Linked DNA regions of Mus musculus: region 1 is linked to region 2. A link is a contact called in public promoter capture Hi-C data. All regions are on one chromosome and are shown on one strand. The core of a region is the stretch at or near the end of the contact, and the rest is flanking DNA. Distances in the headings are between cores, read along the strand shown. Region 1 has its middle 62 kb from the start of Gm14062. Region 2 holds the start of Pak7 (p21 (RAC1) activated kinase 7).

What was found. Promoter capture Hi-C pulls out the DNA fragments that hold promoters and counts their contacts.
Region 1: a promoter capture Hi-C map of second pharyngeal arch cranial neural crest shows a contact between it and region 2. The contact joins the enhancer-like site here to the promoter of Pak7 in region 2. A contact is called at or near these places in 7 of 39 promoter capture datasets (cranial neural crest, frontonasal cranial neural crest, hippocampal neurons and 4 more) and 2 of 115 datasets of contacts at active chromatin or transcription factors (astrocytes and embryonic forebrain).

What each region holds. Positions count from the first base shown.
Region 1 is chr2:137,935,696-137,942,533 of GRCm38.p6, reverse strand. No RefSeq gene overlaps it. Among named protein-coding and RNA genes, the nearest start is that of Gm14062, 62 kb to the right of the region's middle. Within about 2 kb of position 3,318, at least 17 of the 459 cell types and tissues checked have an H3K27ac peak or open chromatin away from gene starts, as enhancers often do. A contact at or near this core is called in second pharyngeal arch cranial neural crest, where this site is marked.
Region 2 is chr2:136,386,687-136,393,883 of GRCm38.p6, reverse strand. Pak7 (p21 (RAC1) activated kinase 7) reads left to right here and starts at 5,917. Exons shown (of 10, transcript NM_172858.2): 1 at 5,917-6,230.

The DNA.
Region 1 (6,838 bases), core at 2,069-4,568, 1.6 Mb before region 2:
AATTGTGGACTCAGCCTTAGAAGAAACATTTAGGTCATCTTTAACATAAATGATCTAAATAGTGTTATTTCCACAGATGCATAAAATAGCATGGACCCAGGCTGAGAAGTTCTTTGGGTTATCAAGCCACACCTTCAACTGTGTGCTGCTGCTGAGTACAAGGTCACTCCGTTGGAACTCAGTAAGAAAAATCATTAGAATGTTTAATTGCTCTCAGGACGCAAAGCTTCTGTGTGCATGTGGATTACAGTGCTGGGTTCACATGACTACTTGTGGGGTGAAAAGAAAGGCTACAACCAACACACAAAGTGTAATAATACCTGCCAGAATTGGGGAAGTCAGCACATCAACAATACATCAACAACAGAAAAACCCTGTCCACAGACTAAGCAATTCTTCCATTTTAAGATGATGTTAAACGGGAAGATTTCAGCTGTCTTCTGGCCATTTTTAAAGTATTCTAGTAATCTGGATTGTTACTCTCTATTGCAGTTTTGACTTTTAACTATTACACAGTTGCCAAGGACAGAGACAAGAATCAGGAGCACCGCACCCCCATAACCGTGTGTGTGTGTGTGTGTGTGTGTGTGTGTGTGAGAGAGAGAGAGAGAGAGAGAGAGAGAGAGAGAGAGAGAGAGAGAGAAAGAGATTCTAGACCACAGACTCTTGTATCATGTTGGCCCCACAATGGCTTTATATAAATGAGCCATTCTTGTGTCCCAGTTATCCTCCCAATTATCTCTCTTGATGCCTACTTTCCATTAACATTTAAACACAAAACAACACTGGCAAAATATGTTAGAAACAATATTTAAGTATAGGCTTCAATGGTGAGTATTTGTAGTTTTATTTCAATTCTTAGAATCAAGTCCTGAACACTCTGAACTCTGACAATGCAACACATGGTTAGTACCTTTTAATTTGTGGCAATGTAAAAATTATAGACACTTTGTATATAAAGGGAAGAGAAAACATGAGGCACATCTTTGGAAAAGAAATTTTTATCGATACCGTTCCTTTAAACTTACCTTCTGGTCTGATTTTAAAAGTGAGGCCCAACACTGTCATCACTTAGATTCATTTGATCAGTTACAAAATATTTCAAAGTAATTAAAACATTACAAAATTTTAAAAACACACCAGAACACATACTAGCTACATTTATCACTGCTATGATGAAATACTTGACAAGAAGCAACTGAAGGGAGGAAGGCATTATTTAGGTTGATGGCTTTTGAAGGTACAAATTCACTGTGGCAGAGAAGGCATGGTGGGGCAGGCAGTTTATGCCAGAAGAGAAATTAGATCCCTCTCCTAAGGACCCATTTCCTCAAGCTAGATCCCATCTCATAAATGTTCTTCAACTTCCATTATTGCACGGTTAGCTGTGGCCAAATGTTCCCTGGGTTTTGCTGGTCAGTCAGCCTGCCTCAACTGGGAAGCCCTGGATTCAGTGAGAGATTGGTGAGGACATCTCACCTTTGGCTTCTGCAAACATATCCATGCATACACAAATGAGTGCGCAAGGGCACACACATACACACACACACACACACACACACACACACACACACACAAAAACATGACTTGGAGAAAATTCATTAGTAAGTCCATAGCAGAAATACTTAAGGGTTTGGTGATGTGGTCATTATTTTTCTAAATTTCTTTATGACTCCTCCCCTAAAAATTTGGATATCTCACTAAGAACTGTGTATAAATGTTTACATACAGATGTTTTTGAAGCTACTGTATTCAATTCTCATCTGAACAATGAGAGCCCTGTGGTGTCACCAAGGCCCTCTAAGTTTTAAAAAAGAAAGAATAAACTGTTTTTATAATCTATGGTGAGTTGTATAAAATTTGGATGAGGATCATAATTACAGGTTCATTATTAAGCAAGACTTCCCTGGGGTGATGGAACATATCCCCAGTGATGTGGAGAGGACAAATATAAGTACCGTATTCTTCCCATAGCCTGAGATGCTACCCACATGCAGGATACGACCGCGTGTAGTGGAGCTGAGTTACTGCCACAGCTTAAAGCTTTTGTCTCTGCAACAAAGATAGCCCAGCAGATCCATCCCACTAACCTGAGACTTCAGAATCAAGGAACAGGTAGAGAGAAGCAAGTACTAAGCCCTATTCCTTTATGTTTTGTGATCTACAATTTTATTTGTTCCAATCAGCCACTTTCCAAATTAATAAATGGAAATTTTCAGAAATAAGCAATTTTTTAATTTAGCTTTGTTCATGTAAGTAACTTTTATTGATAGTATTCTGTTATAATTGTTCTTATTAGTTATTGTTTTTAATCTTTTACTGTGTTTCATTTTAAGTTAACCTTTAATTTAGACATGCATGTACAGAATATATATGTATATGTATAAATATATGAAGTATGGGCAATCTACTCTGGGTCATGAGTCCATTCCCTGGCCCCTCTACACACATGTATACACACAGACAGATAAGTGGTGGATTATTGTGGGCTTAGGGAAAGAAAGACTAGAGGCTGTGATGAACATACTCCCTATGACACAGATATGATCAGGTCCGTAAAGCCTGAAGCTCCTGAAGAACAGGCTTAATGAGTGGCAAACTCTTTTTATTCCTGAGAAATTCCAAGAGGCTTTGCATGCTTTCCTTCTGTGCCCTTACCCTCTGAAGCACAAGAATCCCACCTGGGCCTTTGCTGTTTGCTGTAGTTTGCTCCACCCCAGCTGAAGGACAGAGTACTTGAAACCAGAGTCAGCAACCAGACCAAAAGCAAATGGATTTGGTGAGGCAATCCTGCTCCAAAAACCCTCAGTGTATCGGGTTACACCCCTACACCTTCAACCAATTGTACATAGAAAGTAGTTTCAAAAATTTCCCAGCGCATATTCTGACCATTTTGTCATAATTCACTCACCAAAGAGTGCAGTTTAACAATTACATTCACATCAATCATATTTCACATGGTATAAATAATCTAGAATGCTTCAAAGCAGACAGGCCATATGCAAATACAAGGCCATTTTGCTTGCATCAGGGACTTTAGTATCTACGTATTAAAATGTCTGCAGAGAGTCTTGACACAAGTTTCTGTTGGGTGCTGTGGGACAACTGTCATTGTGGTTGTCACGTGACCCTTATCTGCATTTTGGATGACCTCTCTGCCTCCAGGACTGGGGGTTGTCAATCAAGAGTTGCCAAAGTTCTGCCCGAAACACTCTGACTAATCTTTATTAATTCTGTCCCTTCTCTCTAAGGCCCTTCCGGCTGTCTGCATTGACAATCTGTGAGAAGACAGGGACAGCAACAGCCAGGCCACACTGAGAGCTTTCTATGCAAACCACGCAAAAGAAACCTATTTATAACTCCGTGCTAGGGACTCCCTTTTCCTGTCCAAAGCCTGTCACTCTTTGTCCGGTTTCTTGGGCTTTTGTTAGGTCCAGAGAAACTATTTGCATTTGAAGAAAGGGCAACAGGAGGCTCCCTGGCTAGTTTGTAATACAGTCATCTTGGCTATGAATTTTTAAACTCAATCTGATTTCACAATTCCAGCAGATATACATTTGGAGTTTTGTGTTAAATATTTTGGGGTTGCTGAATAGTCACCGGACAGAAAACTCTACCACACTGAAACTGTCATAGCACTCATTCAGAAGAATGAAATTCACAATTAGCATATCAAGGATCAAGTTGTAGTGCCTAGCTACTGGACATCTCCAGATGGTCTCTATAGGTTCTAGTTTCCCTTTGGTGGGCATTTCAGCTACTGACATCCCCTTTGGGTCCTGGGAACCTCTTGCTTCCTGGCATCTGGGACCTTCTGCTGGCTACCCCTGGCTCCCCATCCCTCACTGCTACATATTTCTGTTCAATTTCCTGACCTTCTTACTTCTCTCCTGACTCTTCTCATACATGACCCTCCCTTTTTCCCTCCCTCTCCCCTCTCCCTATCAGGTTCCTCTATCCCTCTATCTCCTGTGATTATTTTGTTCCCTCTTCTAAGTACAATTGAAGCATCCATACTTTGGTCTTCTACTTTCTTAAGCTTCACATGGTCTGTGAGTTGTATGGTGGGGATTCTGAGGTTTTGGGCTAATTATCCACACTTATCAGTGAGTACATACCCATGTGTGTTCTTTTGTGTCTGGGTTACCTCACACAAGATGACTTTTCTAGTTCCATCCATTGGCTTGAAAGTTTCATGAAGCCATTGTTTTTAAAAGCTGAGTAGTATTCCTTTGTGTAAATTTGCCACATTTTCTGTATCCATCATTCCATTGAGGGACATGTGGGTTATTTCCAACTTCCAGCACCCACCCATCTCAGAAAATTTTAGCCCAGAATCATTCCTACCTAATGGAAATGCAGAGACAAAAGAAAAAAAAATGGAGCAGATACTGAGGAAAGGCCATCCATAGACAGCCCCACCTATGTAAGGATCCTTCCCATCTACAAACACCAAACACAGACACTATTGCTGATGCCAACAAGTGCTTGCTGACATGATCCTGGTATAGGTGTCTCCCGAGAGGCTTTACCAGCACCTGACCAAAACAGGTGCAGATACCCACAGCCAACCAGCAGACTGAACCTGGGGACCCCAAGGGAAGAGCTAGGGGAAGGTCTGAGGAGCTGAAGGGGATTGCAAACCCATAGGAAGAATAACAATATCAACTAACCGGACCCCCCAGAGCTCCCAGGGACTAAACCACCAACCAAAGAGTACTCATGGAGGGAATCATAGCTCCAGCTGCATAGGTAGCAGAGGATGGCCTTATCTGGCATCATGGGAGGAGAAGACTTTGGTCCTGTGGAGGCTTGATGCTCCAGTTTAAGAGGATGCTAGAGTAGTGAGGCAGGAATGGGAGTGTGGTGGGGGAGCACCCTCAAAGAGGCAAAGTGAAGGACAGATAGGATGGGGCGGGTTGCAGAGGGGAAACCAGGAAGGGGAACAACATTTGAACTGTAAATGAATAACAATGCTTTTTTAAAGGCTCAAGGTGTAATGAAGCAGGTGCCTAATGTATGAACTCACTGCCTGGGAAATGGCAGGCTTTTCCTTTCTCCTTTTCCGAGAGAAGATTTGATTTACAGGATATAGGTGGATGATACCAAGGTCTTGTAATTACTAGAACTTATAGGGTTTGTTGACTAACAGAGAGAATTCCTAGGAAATATGCCAGAAAACAAATGTTTAGCTCTGTTCATTTAAATTACTTGTAATCAACTCCAAAGCCAAGAACTTAAAATCTTTACAAACAACACTAAATTAGGATCACATGTGCTGTGTCTAAAGCATTTCTGCGAATTGCTGAAATCCTTTTATCTTAGATGCATAGAAACAGTCATTCTGAAGTTATATATTATAATACTTTATATTATCTATAACATACACACATGCACACACGTGTGTCTGAGTGTGTATGTGTGTCTGTTTGAGTGTGAGTGTGTTTGTTGTTTTAAAATTATCCTCAGTGGATTTAGTCTTTATGTCTGTTTTCCTCTCCTCCTAAGGCTGCTAAGTTGTCCTTGAGTCAGCTTCAGATTTGAATTATTTCATAAACAAAAACACTTTGCAACATTTTTTGGTGGGAGTTCTTAACAGATGTGTTTTTTCCTCTTAAGGCCTTCCCTATTGTTTGATCTTTTCCACCAAAGCAATTCATTATTGCATGATTGGCAGGGACCCAGGCAGGATAATTCTGCTGAGATGGGCTGCCAGCCAGACACTATATTGCTCCTTTCCACTGGTAGCTGCGCCCTGCAAGGCTGTGCGAAGCCAAGTAGCTATGTATACTAGAAGGCCCTGTAAATGAACAGGGAAGGTGGCTGTCTGGATTAGTGGATAGAGTGGGCACTGACAGTTTCTTCTGTGTTTCTCTATGGCTTCTAGAATACTCATTACCTGTGATGATTAGGAAACAAGGCATGGAGCAACACTCAGGAGGCAGAGTATTAGCATAAATCAGGATGTTTAGTCAAGCATAAACTTCATTTTGTGTTATGTTTTCAGTTATTTCAGGTGGCTAGCTGCTACTCTTTTGAAAGTGACATTAAGTCTGTGTGGAGAAGCACACAGCACTTCTAGGAATAATGGTCTATTTGCTCTTTTAATCTATGCTTCTTTTCTAAGACAAATTGCATATACTCTTCTGGCTGTAAATGGCTTTTATTACAGGATTCCCAGGTCAACAAAGGCAGACAGGGTTCTGTCATATCTCTGTGAATCTTCTATCACAAAGAGGTTAAAATCACTTTGAATTCCATCCTCTCTGAGATTCTGAGCAACCTATCATGCATCACTCAGAGTACTAACATTAAGTGCATCATAGCAGCCCTTTGAATATTGCTAACCAGGCTTCCAAAATGAGAATGTGAATGAACAGTGGATAGGGAAAGAGTGGCATGGAATGGCCTTCTTCAGAAACACTAGACTGTGTTCTATCCAAATATTACTGTTGTGACTTTCTTGCCACCAACCAAGAAATAGTTACATATTTGATAGTTCACATTATGACAAATGTATTGTTTAGTTTTCTTGGGACAGGAATATAGATACAGGTTAGTAGAATTTTCTGCTCAGGGTTTCACTTGGTAGGCATCTCACCTCTGGTCCTATTTGACATTTCCTCACTGGCAGTAGAGATTGGAGTTGTAATATCAAGACCCTCAGATCTTGGAGTACTTATGAGATCATGCCCTTTACAGAATGAAAGTTAGATTCATAAGACCAACTGAAAGTTGTTGTTTCTGAGTTCTTCCTATCTAATTAGGGTAACTCTGGTGAGTTAATCTCCCTGCTGTGGTTTGACTACATCCCTCAGTGCTCATGGGTGGGGAACCC
Region 2 (7,197 bases), core at 4,668-7,167:
AGTGAGGTTTGACCTAAAGCATTCAAGTGGGGGTTCATACAGATTTTACAGACTCATGGCCTTGGAAGTACACGGGTTTCCTTTTGAGCAAAAGGATGGAGCTCACTAAATTAGATAAAGTAATTTCTTGTTGCTTGAGGCTACTAGCCCCCAAGACACAATTCTAGAAATTTAGCTGCCTTTAACTTCTAGAGATTCATCTCTACAGTGATTTATGTCACCATTCCTAGAAATGGAGTTATTATACAAATTAAGGTTAATTTCTGAACTCTTCTTTCTGATATATCATTGTCTATTTTATATGCTGGAACCAAAATGTTTCCATGTTGAATCTTTTAAATAAGGTGTCTCTGAGGACCTGAATATGGAGTTGACCCTGTAGAAGCCAACACTCCCTTTGGCTTCCCCAGTACAGCCCTGGTCTTTCTCTCTGGGCAGTTTTATGCATTTGTTTTAGTGCTAGTTACCCTCATGTTACTATTCTGCTGGTTTATGTTTGTTAGTTGTTCTTTCTCTGTACAGTTTTCCTAGGTAGTCTTGATGTTTTAGACATCACTCTGTCTTTGACTTTTCCCTGTCTCGTTGCAGTTATTCCTTGTATCACTTAGAAACTTAAACCCTAGGAGTGTCTGAGAGCTCGTTTGTTTTTGTTTTTTATTTCCTATTCAGAAATTTATTTAGTTAAGTCATTAGTTACAGTACTGGGGATTCATACTCAGAACTTCCTGTACCACACAGCTGGGTGTACTCATGCACGAATTTTTATAAGCATCACCTTCTTCATCTTCAGCATTTTATAACTACCACATTCTGAATCTCTATACTACTAAACCATAGATCCTCAATTCTTCTTTCCCACAGCCTCTGTTAATCTTCAATCTACTTTCTGTCTCCATCAATCTGACTAGGTATTTAGGTATCTCATATGAACGGAATCATGCAGTATTTACGATATTCTATTTTTCTTACTTTGTTTTGTAGAATGCTTCCATGGCTACTCACTGCTGTCACATGTATCGGATCTTTTGCGTGTTCAGGACTGAGGAATGGGACCATGTCCGTTCATATCACAATTTTTGTATTCATGCATCTTTCTGTGGACATTCAGGTCGTTTCCACTTTTTGGCCTGGTGCTATGAGCATTAAAATGCACATCTTTACATCTCTTTAAGGTCATGAATATATAACCCAAAACAGAATTGATCAATCCTAGACCAATTCTGTTTAAACTGTAAGGAAACATACCATTAATTTTCATAAAAATGATACAACTTAGTATTTTCACTACTGTTGCACAGGCCTTCCAGCGTCTTCACACTCCCACCAATTATTCTTACATTTTGTTCTGTTTTGGCTAATGGATTTTAGTTTAAATTATTTCATATTTTGGTCAGCGACTTTGAATGCCACTTTAAATGCTTATTAATATCTACGTATCATTTTTGGAAGAATCTCATTTTCTGCCCCCCTTTGAATAAGTTTTATGTTGCTTACTTTAAGGGGTCTTAGTCTGAATATGAATCTCTTCTTGCATCTATGATCTGCATGCAGTTTCTTCAGCTTGGTAAGAAGATTTTTCAACAATGATTGTGCTCTTTGGATAGAAGATTTCCATTTCCATGTTCTCAAGTTTAACCAATTTTCATGTCTTGCCTATTCTTTTGGTGTCACATTCAAGAAACAGTTGCTAAATCCAAAGTCGTGATTTCATCATGTTTTCTTCAGTATGTTTTCTAGCTTTTACTCATTTGTGTCTTCTACATACTTGCTCTAGAGTTCTATTTCATTATTTTGCATGTGGGTGTTCAGCTTTCTCAGCAGGATCTGTCAACAAGATTGCTCTTTTCCTCTTCCGTGGTCTTGATACCCTTGTTAACCGTTACTGGACACATGTACAAGAGTTTATTTCTGCATTCCATTCCACTGGTCTAGATATTGGTTTATATGTTCTCTTTAATTGTTTTGGTTACTAGAGTTTTATTAAGTTTTCTAACCTTGTTCTTATTTTTCTAGATTGTGTTTGCTATTTAGGATCTCCACAGACTTCTACAAAATTTAGGATATTTTTTTTTCTATTGCTGTGAAAACATTGTTCAGATTTTCTTAGGATGACTTGTAGATTGCTTGGAGTAGTCTTTGCATTGTCTGCTGCTTCATGAACATGGATTATCTTTATATTTCTTAATGGGTCTAGTCTTAATTTCTAAGTGTCTTATTCTTCTTGAAACTACTATTAAGCTGATTGTCTTAAAAATTTTTCCTTTTAAGTTGTTCACAGTCAGTATATAAAATACAACTGACTTCTATGGGTTAATTATATATCCTGAACCTTTTAGCAATTGTATTAATTTTAAGGTGTCTATATGTCTCTGTGTATATGCATGTGCATGTGTGCATGTGCATGCACACCTTAAGATTTTCTATATATAAGATCCTACTCTATGAAAAAAAAAGTTGTTTACTTTTTTCTTTTTTCCAATTCTGGACTCTAATCCTCCTGGCTGTCCACACAGAATTTTGAAGTAGTAAAATTGATGTCTTTGTTTTCATCCTTTTGTCCCGATCTTAGAGGAAGATGTTCACTATTTCAGCTGCGCATGCTCCTAGTTATAGGAGGTTCAAGCTCTTCATTGTCCATGCACATCTTCTTGGTGCAGCAGCATATGGCAGGAATGCTGTTCTCGGAATGGCTTCTCTCAGCTGTTAATAGTAATAGTTCATGCTTGTGTGAGTCTATTTCTGGGTTTTCTATTTTGGTATCTAAATGTCTCACATGATTTTCTAGTTAAGACAACTACAATCTCAGTACTGTTTAGTCTAGAACCTTTATCTTTCAAAATACACTTGAGATAAAGTTGTCCAGGTCACCAAAAATTTTCAATGTTAATATAGAAATGTCACTGAAAATGTCACTTCATTTAGTATAAAGAGTACATTTTTTTTGACTAGGTTGAGCTTTCTAATATATGAATGTACAATATCTATATATTGGGTCTTTGATTTCATTAGTATGTTGTAATTTAAGAATATTAAGAATATGAGCCCTGAATGATTTTATTAAATCGTCTTAGCATTCTGTTGTTTTTGTTATTGTGTTTCTCATGTAATTTTCTAAATGTTCATGGTTTATATCTAGAGATACAGCTAATTTGGGGGAATGTTACAGAATTTACCTTTTTGTTTTAAGAGCTGTCTTGGAGCTTCCTTGTTAGCTTTTCAAGAGCACAATCAGTGGAATGCATGTAAAAAGTATTTTACTAATTCCTTCATAACTCGGGGTCTTTTATTTTTCTTGCCTAATTTCAGTTGCTATAATTTCTAGTAATATGTTGAAAGAGATGATGGATGAGTCTCTTCTTAGTTTTCCTGAATCTTAGGAGGAAACTATTTTTACTTTCTTTTTTAAATGGCAAGTTCACTAGAGGTTTTTTGTTGTTGTTGTTTGTTTGCTTTTTTGTTTGTTTTTGTTGTTGTTTTTTGTTTTTGTTTTTTGTAGATGCCTTTTATAAATGAGGCAATTCCCTCCCTCAGTTCCTGATGAGTTTCAAGTCTTTATTCAATAATGGGTATCATTTTTTCAAATGCTTTCCTGTATAATTTGATAGGATTTTTGAGTTTGTATGATGGATTATATTGATGCCTATTTACATATTAAGACAGCCCTGAGTTCCTGACATACATCTATGTAGAGATAATATATAATTTTCTCTATGCACTGTAAGATTCAAGGTAATATTTTTTTCTTGGTGTTTGGGATAAAATGTGTGGTGTTATAAGTGTTAGCTAAAAGCTTTTAGTACCTTCTTCATTTGGGTGGGAATGATCCTTTAAGTCACTCTTTAGTTCAGACAAGTTTTGAATTCATGATTCTCCTGTCTCAGCCTCCTGAGTAGCTGGGACCATGGACCTGTACTAGGATACTCAGCCCTTCCTGCAGCTCTCAGGAATGGTTGTTTGTAGGTTTATAAGATATATTGTTTAGAGGACTTCTCTTCTACTAAGTTTATTTGGTTTTGGTGTCAGGGAAATTATAGCCTCATAAATTAGTTGAGCCATGTGTTCTCTTGCTTTCTGGGAAATAATTGTGTGAAAATAGTTTTTGTTTTGTTTTTGTTGTTTTGTATTTTACACTACTTAGAGCGTTTCTCTAGTGAAACCATCTAAGCCTGGTAGTTTCCTTTGGAGCAGATTTTCATTTATGATTTTTTTCTATCAGTTGTTTCATGGCTATTCATGATGGCATAATTATAATATAAAATTATATTATTCAGATTATATAGTTCACTTTGGCAGTGTGTGCACTTTTTATTGATACTAAAACTACAAGTAAACTTCATCTTAATAAAATATTTCCTGTCATTTGCATCTGTCCAAGTCCACATAGGGGAAAGTAAAGAATAGAAAATATTATGCCAATGGCCATGGGACAGCAATCCAGTTGGTGAGAGGTGAGGTAGGGCTATTTGAGCAGTTTCAAGCATTGATAAATTTATTGACTTTAGTCATATGAATGGGAAAAATAGGATTTGATAGGCCAAGATACATATGTCCTTCACACTTAGAAACATCAGTGGAGAACAGTGACCATCTATCTGTTCTGTGATCTATTTTTTAAAGATTTATTTTTATGTGTATATATGTGTCTGGATGCTTCTTTGTGTACCAGGTGGAAAAAGGCACCACTGATACCAGAGGAGTGTGTGAGATCCACTGGAGTCAGAGTCACGTACAGCTCGGACCCACCCTATACAACTGAACCTGGGACCTCTGGATGGGCAACATGAGTTCTTAACAGCTGTGGCAATATCTTTAGCACCAGCTCCTGCCATGATTCTGTTTTGATATATAAGTTACTTCAGTGAAAGTAGTGTGTGAACAGATAAGCCACGGGGACAGGAGATGATAAGCATCTACTATTCACTAGCAAACTGGCCCTGTTTTATAACCGACTTATTCAGTTATAGGATCAGACACTATATTCTCATAAGGACAATCTAGAGATCTCTGAGGATGAAGAAGGATGTGGCTCTCTCAAAACCAAGATTAAAGTCTCTTGGTTGGTTTTGTGAATTGATTGGTTTCATGTGGGCAGTGACTAATCTCAATATTACCGATACCTCCTGTGGTCTTTTGCTCTCAAAAGACCAGTCAGTCTCAACTGTCAAGCCCAGCCTTGACATTACATCGAACCTCTCAGGTTTTGTCCCAGGCTCAGAGAAGACAGGTAGACAGTCAGGATAGACTGGTTCAGGCTTGAATTGGACAACAGGTCAACAACAGGTCAACTGACTGAGCACGAGTTTCCTAGTCTCAAGTATCAAAGCGATTGTGAATTGATCCAAGAGCCCATCGTCTCCGAAACTCCTAATTCTAGATCAAACTAATGGTTTTATGCTGTCTTCAGTGTGTGCCCTACAAAGCCTCTTTCCAGGAAAGGCATGACATCCCAGGGGACATCCTCCCTTGAACCGCTGCTATCATCAAAAGCTGAAGGTAACTCCTTAGGCTGATAAGTCCATTGCTGATTAAAGACTCCATGACCAATTAGAGGTTATAGAAGATGTTTCTGGATTCTTGCACCTCCTGACCTTTCAGAGGACCAGCCGAATGGCACGGGGACTTTCAGGACCAGGCAGTTGAATCCAAATCTGTATTTTAAATCAAAGGCTCATTAAAGTTTGCGAAGCACAGGACCAGGTGATGCTAAAGAGACTAGCTAGCATACTGATGTAGTGCGGCTTTGCAAAGGTCCTATAGAAAATTTGGACAAACTGGGATGTTCAGGGAGGGGTATGCGGGAGTAGCCCGCAGGGGGATGGTAGAAGGAAAGTGTGATCCGATTGGCTGTTTTCTCCAGCTCGGGCGTGCAGACACTCCCTCCACACTCCCCCTTTCACCCCCCTCAATTGCTACAGCTTTCCTACAGCGGGCTGCTCCTAAAACCCGGAGCAGCTGAGTGGTCTCAGCGGACAGTCCTCCTAGGGGCGAAGCCAGGCGGCTTGGGCATGCTCAGTAGCTGGGAGAGGTTTGGGAGGAGAGTAAAAAGCTTTGACTCTGCCCCCACCCCCTCCTCTAGCCCCCGCCCCCCTTGCCCCTTCCCAGCCGTAGTAGTTCCCTGGCGTGCGCCCGTGGAGAGCAGGAACATGGCGCTTGGAGCGATATAACAGATGTAGCAGCAGCGGAGAAGCAGATGAGGTACCGCGACTTCTCTGCTGACAGCCAGCCACCAGGTAGGCAGGAGCACCGGGCAGGTCGGCTTATGGGTAGCGGCTCCAGAAGGGGCGCTTGCCAAGATGCGCACGGTTGCTACACCGGGCATCTGGCTTTGCCTAGAGAGGATGCGAAAGGAGACCTCTATGACAGCACAATTGATTGTGCATCTCCTAGGAGATGCCAAAGGCTGGGGACCTCTGAGAATGGGCAAGGGATCCAGGGTCCGCCCACTCCCCAACCCCCAATCTTTGCGATATCATCCAGCTTGGGCTCTTCACCGGTCAAATAAAGGATAGCGCTCTTATGCTAGGATGGAGGGCGTAGGAGATCACCCTGGATGCCAGCTCTAGGAGTCTGCTGGTACCCCGAAAGGCTAGCAAGCCCAGCAGCAGTTCTTTGTGTATGCACTCGCGCACGCCCTGCCGGTGATACGACAGTGCCTGCTGCTCCCAGGGAGTGCTGGATGCATTGCCAGGGCAGGGTTCCCATATGGTTTTTGTCTTTTAGCAGGTGTGGACCACCAGATGCAATAGCGGAACCTTTATGGGACTGTGTTTTCCTTTGTTGTTTGTCTCTGTTCGCTTAGTGGGTTGCAATGGATTGGGAAAGAACTTCTGCTTGTGAACATTGGTGGACAGAATGTGGAAGAGAATATCACTTCCAAACTCTGGTTAAAATTCTGTACAATGTCAGTCTCCTAGAGGATAAACTTGGAAAGTCTCAGGACTGTCAAGTGTCCAGTTTAGGGCACAAATGTGAGCATCCGTTTTGAAACCGAGTGTGTCTGGAGCTTTCCATTGTGATAGGGTAGAAGTTAATTTGCCAGCATTCATATCTCAATTAAGGGAGCCCTAACCTTTCAAAGAACTGAACAGATCTTTTAAATATTAGAGTAGTAAAGAAAAAAATGTCTTGGCCAATAATTGATAACGACTTGGAAAACTGGATACACTTCTGGGGAAATAGGTACTTCACAAAACATCA